2 separate regions of the Zea mays genome follow, and region 1 is linked to region 2. A link is a contact called in public Hi-C data. All regions are on one chromosome and are shown on one strand. Each heading gives the region's core, a stretch centred on a gene start, on an enhancer-like site or on the middle of the called end of the contact. The rest is flanking DNA. Distances are from core to core; before and after follow the strand shown. Region 1 holds the start of LOC103639375. Region 2 holds the start of LOC100383221.

Evidence for each region. A called contact is a pair of places that touch in the nucleus more often than the background predicts.
Region 1: a Hi-C map of ear shows a contact between it and region 2, with 2.1 times the contacts expected there. The contact joins the promoter of LOC103639375 here to the promoter of LOC100383221 in region 2. A contact is called at or near these places in 2 of 25 Hi-C or Micro-C datasets (ear and leaf).

The regions. Positions count from the first base shown.
Region 1 is chr9:149,954,997-149,959,660 of Zm-B73-REFERENCE-NAM-5.0, forward strand. LOC103639375 reads right to left here and starts at 1,710. Exons shown (of 1, transcript NM_001351742.1): 1 at 1-1,710. The coding sequence starts at 1,546.
Region 2 is chr9:149,713,040-149,717,617 of Zm-B73-REFERENCE-NAM-5.0, forward strand. LOC100383221 reads right to left here and starts at 1,568. Exons shown (of 14, transcript NM_001361965.1): 1 at 1,365-1,568; 2 at 1,132-1,208; 3 at 947-1,029; 4 at 798-845; 5 at 447-556. The coding sequence starts at 1,195.

The DNA.
Region 1 (4,664 bases), core at 460-2,959, 240 kb after region 2:
GTTTTGATTCATCACATGGGATATCATTGTGTGAATCTGCAGATGCACGGTACCTTTGCATTTCTAATTTCCCCATGGCTGTCAAGCAGACCAAAGCAAAGCCAGTAAATGATGTCTCTGAAACTGAGAGGTGGTTTGGAAGCACATAGTAGCCAATAATGGAGTTTTTACTCCATTTTGAAGCATATTCATCTCTTGAAACAGGCATTGAGAATACATCTTTCATTCTTCCGCTGCTGCAGCTGCAGTGATGACCTGTCAGCGAAAACCGTGAAGGAAGATCCCAAGCATACAGGTGAGAGTTATCTGGACAGCCTTGCTCTTTAGGTCCATAACAGAAAACACTGAACTCCCCTGTCTTGAACGAACCAACCAAAATAGCAAAACCAGAATTTGATGCCCACTCATGCTCCTTGGAAGGCCTCAATTCAGAAAGTCGAAACATAGCAACATTACTAGGACTTTTCAGCTCATGCTGCCACGCCAACACAGGCGTCAATGGCTGTCTCAAATCGAGGAGAATCAAGTATCGCTTTGTCACCACTGAGAAATGGAAATGATCAAGCCCACCCCTGCAGAATGCAAGGTACTGATCTGCCTCAGCAAAAGGATCAGTTTCAAGCAGTCCTGGCATTCCAACTCTCGCCAAAACCTTGTATTGACCACGATCCCCAAATCTTAAGTCGATCAAAAGGATGGATTTTGAACTCGCGACGATTATCATCCATGGTTGTGCCCCATAGTCACAGCTTAGCCATTCCCCAGTGTCATCCTTGCTGCCAACATCAATTTTTATCTTTCCACCTTGACGTGTGTCCAGATTGAACCAGCACAGCTCCCCACTCTCCAGCAACACAACACATTCGGATGGCAAATGCCTGCTCCAACAAGCATGCACAATTACAGAGTCAACCTGCTGCTTGGCAATAGGCACTAAGACAGAAGTCCCCAAATCCTGTGACTCAACCCTGAACCAATTCAGGGAGTACATTGTCACAGCAAGCAGGAACCCCTCAGGGTTGTCTTCCAGCTGCGACGGCCATGACGACTCATTAGCAGTGGTAACAAGCTGCTGGATGCGGTGGCCCGGGTGCATAAACCCATCACTCTGAACGACCGGCGAGAGAGGCGTGGAACCAGTGACAGTGGTGGCATCCAGAGTAACAAAGGCAACATGCTCCGCATTCTCGCCGTAGGGGAAAAAGAGAATGAGAGAGCACGAGAGCCGGAGGACGGCGAGCAGATTGGAAGGCGGAGAAGATGAAGACGGTTGGGGGATGAGTGTGTCAGCGAGGTAGTCAAAGTCGGAGCGCGGGAGGAAGGAGGTGCCTCGGACAAAAGAGCGGAGGAAGCGGTTCAGGCCGCGGGTGGAGGAGCGCGGCAATGGGATGGGGTAGGGGAGGGAGAGCAACGGGGTGCGCGGCGGGAGAGGGGAGAAGTGGAGGGGGCCGCGGGAGGCGGCGGCGGCAGGCAGCGGGTCAACGGACGGCGCAGCGAAGACGGCACAAACCGGGAAGACGGAGCGCCAATCCTCGGAGAGGTTCATGGACGGCAGGGGTCGCGCGGGCGCGGAGTGAATCGGTGGGGCGGCAGGCACGGGAACCAATCGGGTGGAGAGCGGCGGCGGCCACGCGATGGAGCGGAAGGTGGAAAGGAATCGTCGGCAGGAAGGGTTTCAGATTGGAGAATCGCCGTAGCCGGCGTGTCGGCGGAGAGCCTTTTGGGTTCCGGTTTCTTTTCTGTGACGGTGAATTCATGATGGGTGCAATCTTATATTCCTGTCAATGCTGTATTATTTGAATATATGCTATGATAATATATTTTATAAATATTTTTAAAATTTCAGTATAACTATCTCTAACGAGAACCCAAAATTTTAAGTCTTTATTTTTTATTTAGGTACTTTAATATTGATCTCAATCTACATGTGTTGAGTTGTATTTAGGTTTTATTCCGTTATTCCAATTCCACGTGAATTTGAGTATATTGAAGTGGATTATAGTAAAATTTGGCTTGCTATAGATTTAAATCGACTCAATACCATCGAATCCACATGGATTAACAGTAAAACGAACAAGCTTTTAGATGTAAATTAGTTTAATTTACACAACAATCTAGTTCAATACATGTTGATTAGGATTAATATTAAAGTATCTAAACTAAACCTAACGGAGCATGGCGGGACGAAATTTTTCCCGCGAAGATTTGATAGAGACCTGAATTATAAGTCAGACCATCCTCCCGTGTGGCTAGTTCAAATCCAATAAATTGCCTCACTGCGTAAATATGCAAAAATCACATTCGCTAACTCCAACCATCGTTCCCTTCACTTGATCGACGCTCGCCCATGTGACAATATTTTGCTTCAGTTGCCCATTCTTCCTTATAATCTTTTTTAACATGTTTCTATGATAACTTTCTTAACACAAATTTGTGCAAATGCGTGTCTTTATATTACTAAATCATTGTAAAAAATAGAGGCACCATTTTTACAGATTTTTAATTGTTTCAATTTTAGGTGCCTCAGATGTCGTACCGATATCCTCTACCTTGTTAGTTAAATATTATTGTGTATTAAAAGGGAAATGTGCCATTGTGCCATTTCTAGTATATTTTGGTGATTAAGTGTCCAACACATATTAAGTGAGTTATTTTATATCAAATGATGAATTAAGTGCAAATCAACAAAGAAGGTATGTTTCTAGACTTAGTACATTTGTTTTGGGTACTAATAAAGTTACCTAAGTGCTAGAAACAGAAAAAGAAAAAGATTGGAAAAGAGTGTCTGTGTGTAGCCAAGACTAAGCACAGTCTGGCACACCGGACTGTCCGGTGGTGCACCAGACAGTGTCCGGTGCGCCAGACGGGTCCAAGGTGAACAGGCCACTCTCGGGACTCGACGACGGCGTACGGCTATAATTCATCGGACTGTCCGGTGGTGCACCGGACTGTCTGGTGGGTCGGTCGCGACGAAGTCGTCGCTCTCGGGAAAAGTTCAACGGCGTACGGCTAAAATTCACCGGACTGTCCGGTGAGCCAACGGTCAACTTCGCAACGGTCGGCAGCATGATCTGAGGGCGACACGTGGCCCGCACCAATGGTCGGAAGGGGCACCGGACTGTTCGGTGTGCACCGGACAGTGTTCGGTGCGCCAACCGACGCCAGAGTTGCAACGGTCGTCTGCGCCAAATTAGGAAGGAGATCCGCACCAGACATGCTACAGTGCCTACGGTGGTGCACCGGGCTGTTCGGTGCGACACCCAACAGAAGGCAAGATTAGCCTTCCAAGATTGCCTCCAACGGCTCCTAGGTGCCTTGGGGCTATAAAAGGGACCCCCTAGGCGCATGGAGGAGTCACCCAAGCATTCTTTGATCATTCCTAAGCACCAAGACTCCATTCTCGCGCATTCGATTCTTTGAGATAGTGACTTGAGCTCCAATTGAGTAGAGAACTCCGTGAGTTGTGTTTTGAGCTCAAGTTATGGCTTGTGTGCGTGATTGTGCTCTGGTTTTGAGTCTTGTGTGTGTTGCTCTTCCCTCACTTACTTCTGTGCTTCTTTGTGAACATCAATTGTAAGGGCGAGAGGCTCCAAGTTGTGGAGATTCCTCGCAAACGGGAGAAAGTATAAGAAAGAAGAACATTGTGGTATTCAAGTTGATCATTGGATCACTTGAAAGGGGTTGAGTGCAACCCTCGTCCATTGGGACGCCACAACGTGGAAGTAGGCAAGTGTTATACTTGGCCGAACCACGGGATAACTCATGTGTCTCTTGTGATTGCTTTTCTGTGTGATTATTGTGACTCGCAAGAGCTCGCTCTATAGCCACTTGGTTTTATCATTCTAACACTTAACCAAGTTTTGTGGCTATTAGTTGTTGAATTTTACAGGATCACCTATTCACCCCCCCCTCTAGGTGCTCTCAATTGGTATCAGAGCCGTTCTCTTCACGCAAGGGACTAATCGCCCGAAGAGATGGATCCTAAGGGAAAGGGGATGGTGGTCAACGACAAGACAAAGGAATCCATCGTCAATGAGCCAAGAGATGATAAGCCCTTGGACTCTGGCTCGAGTCATAAGAAAAGAGACGGGAAGAAGAAGAGGCGCATCAAGAAGATTGTCTATTACGACAGCGACGAGTCTTCTTCTTCACCAAGAGACGACGATGACGAGAAAAAGAAACCGGTTAACTCAAACTATTCATTTGATTATTCTTGTATTCCTTTTAATTACAATGCTCATTTACTTTCAATTCCACTTGGGAAACCTCCGCACTTTGATGGAGAAGACTACTCATTTTGGAGTCACAAAATGCGTAGTCACCTATTTTCTCTCCATCCAAGTATTTGGGAGATTGTTGAAAACGGAATGCATTTTGATAGTACTGACAACCCCGTTTTCATTAATGAGCAAATCCATAAAAATGCACAAGCGACCACTGTTTTGCTAGCATCCTTGTTGAAAGGGAATTAGGCTTACACCTAGTTCCTAAATAGTTTTGGTGGTTGAATCGCCCAACACAAACAATTGGACTAACTAGTTTGCTCTAGATTATATGTTTTACAGGTGCCAAAAGTTCATCTATAACTATGCTAAATCGACTGTCCGGAATAACGTAGATTATTCCGGACAGGAGAAGCTTTTTGGAAAAACAGGCCAAGCGCG
Region 2 (4,578 bases), core at 318-2,817:
TTTAAAATGAATGCACAGCCATGATGGATTTTGGCTTTATCCAAATGAAATAATGCAGAAGCATTGCAAAATTATTATGAAGCTAAATGACTAGAGATTGAATTTAGATTGTGTATGTAACACAAGAATAAACCAAGCACGTCAAAATCAATAGAAAGGTACACAACAAATCAGTAAATATGGCAAGATATCCACTACATAGCGGAACTATAATGAGTGGTAGTCACAGCCTCCAGATGCCATAGATAGCTATATACAATCTACCATCATGATCTGTAATAGAAAGACAAGATGTTCAAGTCCCTATAAATATCATATGCCAAAGAGATAACGCATAAAACATTACAAAGTAACAGCTAGTTTTTGCTTCTATGGTGTATAAATAAAATCAACAATGAACTATACTTTATCAAGCAATTAACAGATGACGAGATATATTCAATTACCAGCGAAGCATAGCAGCAATGGTATCCTTGGAGTTTTTTGCATCAAGTGAGAACCTAGGACCCAATAGCTTCTTCATGCGTCGAACAAGACGATAATAGTAATGCCTGACCTGTATGGCACATAAAGCATTGAATCTTTTTACATTAGATTCATATACAACAAAATTAAAACTTCAATATAATAAGATAGGCTAATATTGCAAGAAAAGATTAAACATCTTTAGAGTAATATAAAATGTAAACTCTAGTCATCATAAAGACAGGAAGTCCTTAGAACAACTCATACATAACAAAATTTCAGTCTAGTGCATATCTGTTTCACCTAAAACATCTTGGTTGAAAAATAAATACCTGATCCTTGTTTTTACTCTGAACACGGTGTGTAATCTTGTCGAAGTTCTAGGAAAAAACAATATGAGATTACCCATCAATTGATTGTTATGTGCTAATTAGATTGCAAATAGCAGAAGAGCATTGTATCCAGAAATTATGCCTCTTACTTTCCCTACTTGCCGCAGTGCATTGAAGAAATTCTCCTCCTCTTGGTGTGTCCACGCTGCCCATTGTCGAGTCTGCTTTTTTGCTACATGAATCAGACACAGCGCAAAAACTATCAGGCGAAATTCAGAACTGTGATAAACAGGGAGTCTGAAAAACATACGAAAATAGTTCACAAAAAACGAACCAGGTTGCTTATTGGGATCGGAAGACTCAGGGGCGGACCCGGTGAAGGACATGCGTGTGCACATGTACGCCCTATAACTTTTGGAAAATAAAAATAAAAATAGAATTTATTAGGCATAATAGATATATAAACTTGTAATTATATTAGATCCGAATAAAATACACAAGTAGACAAAGTTAGGGTCCGATGGTCAGTTTCACACAGCAGGAAGGGGAGAGAACGGATGCGCATACCTGGTAGGTGTTGATAGCCGAGGAAGGACCCGAGCACGTAGGACGGCGGCGGCGGTCGCCTAGTAGCGGCAGGAGAGCGCTCCCCGCAGCCCGCACACGGTGGACGGGAGAAGAAAAGGCAGGCGGTGAATGGATTTTGGATGGGAGTCGGAACGGGAAAGGGAAACGTTTTGATGGTTCAAGACGTGGGTTATGGATTGGAAAATACTCCTATGTGGGAATGGGGAATGGCTACTATGCATCAGGCAAAAGAATGGGTAATCGATTGCAAAACGCTACTACCATTTGGTATGGATCAGGCAAACGAATGGGTAACAGTGGACCAGAATGCCCATAAAATCTGTGGAGCATTGGTTTCTTGTAAGTCATGTTTCCAAGATCACGTGTATTGTAGATACTCCTCTATCCCAAATTAGAATTCATTTTAGGTTATTATGAGATTCATACACTGCTTAATGTATTAGAATTTGTTTTAAGCTATTATAAGATTCATACACTACTTGATGTATGTGTTTTATATAAGTGTCTAGATTATCATCCATTTGAATATAGACATAAATAAAGTGTTAAAACGAATACTGTTTTGGGACGGACGGAGTATTATTTTACCCTCATGAAACTCATTTCAACCAATAAAGCTTTTTTACCTGTCTCTTTATTTACACTATGATATGTTAGCTTATTTGATGTTCATAGAACACATGTAAAGCTTCCATTGATTCTAACCTAAGTAACTTCACAAGTCGTAACCTATTTCCCACCCCATAACCTAGCCCTCTAGTATGGATGTCGTCAAAGTCCAAAAAAGGCATATTCTGTTTATTGGCAAAATGTCTTTTAAAACTCAATTGTCAAAGTCCAAAATAGGCATATTTTGTTTATTTGCAAAATGTCTTTTAGAACTCCATCAGCGAAAGATTGAATTACAATAAACTTGACTTGGTGTCAATCTTACATCCTCGGGGGCAAGCCCATGTCGATCATGCTCACGTCCTACAAGATGAGGGTTTTATACATTAACCCTTACACACTTCCCAAGACGTCATGTAAGGATCTTGTTTGGTTTTTGTAATTGTGTGACAACTAAAGTGGATTGATATATATTTATATTGAGATACACGTGATTATAAGCCTAGATGCTTTCATAGAGAACATAAGGTACTATGCTCAGATGGCCCAAACCACTCTATATCGTGTGTGTGTGTGTGTGTGCATGCAATCATGTCAGCATCTATTATAGTGGTCCTAGGCCTACACCTCTCTCTCTCTCTCTCTGGTTATTTGGTATCATGATGTCGTAGCATAACGATATTTGGCACATCCGGTAGGGCATGGTGCACTTTAATGTGTTGCACTGACATGGCTTCGTAGACACTCTCGGTCGATAGAGTAGTGGTCTCTAACACCGACTCTAGCAGTGGTTGACCATGCACCGCATCATGGACATTGTGCGGTCTTGCGTAGTCCATCCCTCCGCTACCTCAAGCAGGGCTAGGGTCGGATCAGACTCATTGTCCTCTTCTGGCATTGCCTAGACAACTCTCTCGAACGGTCTAGTCTGACAACCTTAGTGGGGTCATATGTGATGTCACCACTGGCTCCACTCCTATTCATGGTCCTTTCAACTCACATGACACCTTGGGAGCTTTACGATGAGCACCTCTTTGAGTGCTAGGAAACCACCATCATTCGACACGTGTCACTCCTCTAGCCTTGCTCTGAAGACCTACTAAGGTGGACTCCAAGTTTAGTGGCTGGTCTCAACAATGGGCATCATGATAGACACATTATGCCTCAATTTAAGCGATATGTTATTGTCAACATAAATCTCAACCTTAACACTGTAGCAAGAACTCTACTGTGCTAGGAAAAACACGATGGCGAGTGGTGAGGAGGATAGAATCAAAGGGTGTTTTGCTCGCTCACTTGTGTCAAGGAGAAAAAGGTCAAGATGCCCAAGAGGGGGTTGAATTGAGATTTTCTAAATTTTATTGCACAAATTAAATCCTAACATCAAGTCCAAACTTCACCATGAGTGCTTATTGATGTGATAAAAAGTTTGGCACCCTAATTTTCAATTCTATACTAGCATAGAAATTCTAGGAATGTAATTCTTGAACTAAATTTCTCAAATATAAATGTGTATATTAAATAAATAATTAAAAGACTCCTCAATGTTTTGCTAAGGTCTTAGAGACTTCATACTCGCTACTAATCCTTGTTGAAGCACCCGTGTAAGGGTGTTGCTCCTCCTTGGTCCATGCACGGAAACAACCGACTTCGCTAGGGAAGAAAAGAAATTGCCTACGTGCAGTGTCCTGTGTGCACTGGACAGTCCGGTGCACCCACGAGCAGAAGGCAACCAGGACCTTCCAAATGAAGATCAAACGACTCCTTGGTCACTTGGGGCTATAAAAGGACGCCCTATGTGCATGGAGTTGTTACCCAAGCACTTTTTGAACACACTACAACTCTGAACCTTTGCAACCATGCTTTTGATTTGCTAGAGAGAGATTTGGGCACGTTCTTGAGTTGTAACTCTGTCATTTTGTTTTGTACGCTCTCTCTTTTTGCTTGTGTGTGTGGTGTTGCTGCGTTGTGATCTTGTGTGCATTTCTACTCCCATCCTTACTCCGATTTTAATTGTAATCATTTGTGTAAGGCATGAGAGACTCCACTTTGTGAAGATTCCTCACAAAGGGATTTTGGTATAAGAAAGATATCTGTGACACTCAAGTTTGATCTTTGGATCACTTGAGAGGGGTTAAGTACTTGAGTGCAACCATTGACCAAAGGAGGTCACCACAACGTGGAGTGGGCATTGGCTAAACCATGGTAAAAATCGTTGTGTCTCTTATCCATTTACTTATTGTGATTACTGTATTGCTTCCAAGTTTAATACTCATCTTAAAGAAGCAACCAAGTGAAGAGTTCTCTCTTCTTCTCTCTTCACATCCTAACTTGGTTTTAGTTCTCACTAACTGAAAGGGAAATGTGCCCTTGGGCCATTTCTAAGTATTTTGGTGGTTTAGTGTCCAACACAAGTGCCTAAGTGTAAAAAGGTGGACAAAGTACAAATCAAGGATAAAGGTATGTTTCTCAGACTTAGTACATTGTTTTATGGACTAATGTATTGTGTCTAAGTGCTGGAAACAGAAAAAATCGAGTTGGAGAAGAGATGGCTCGAGCAGCCAAAGACTGCTCAGTCTGGGTG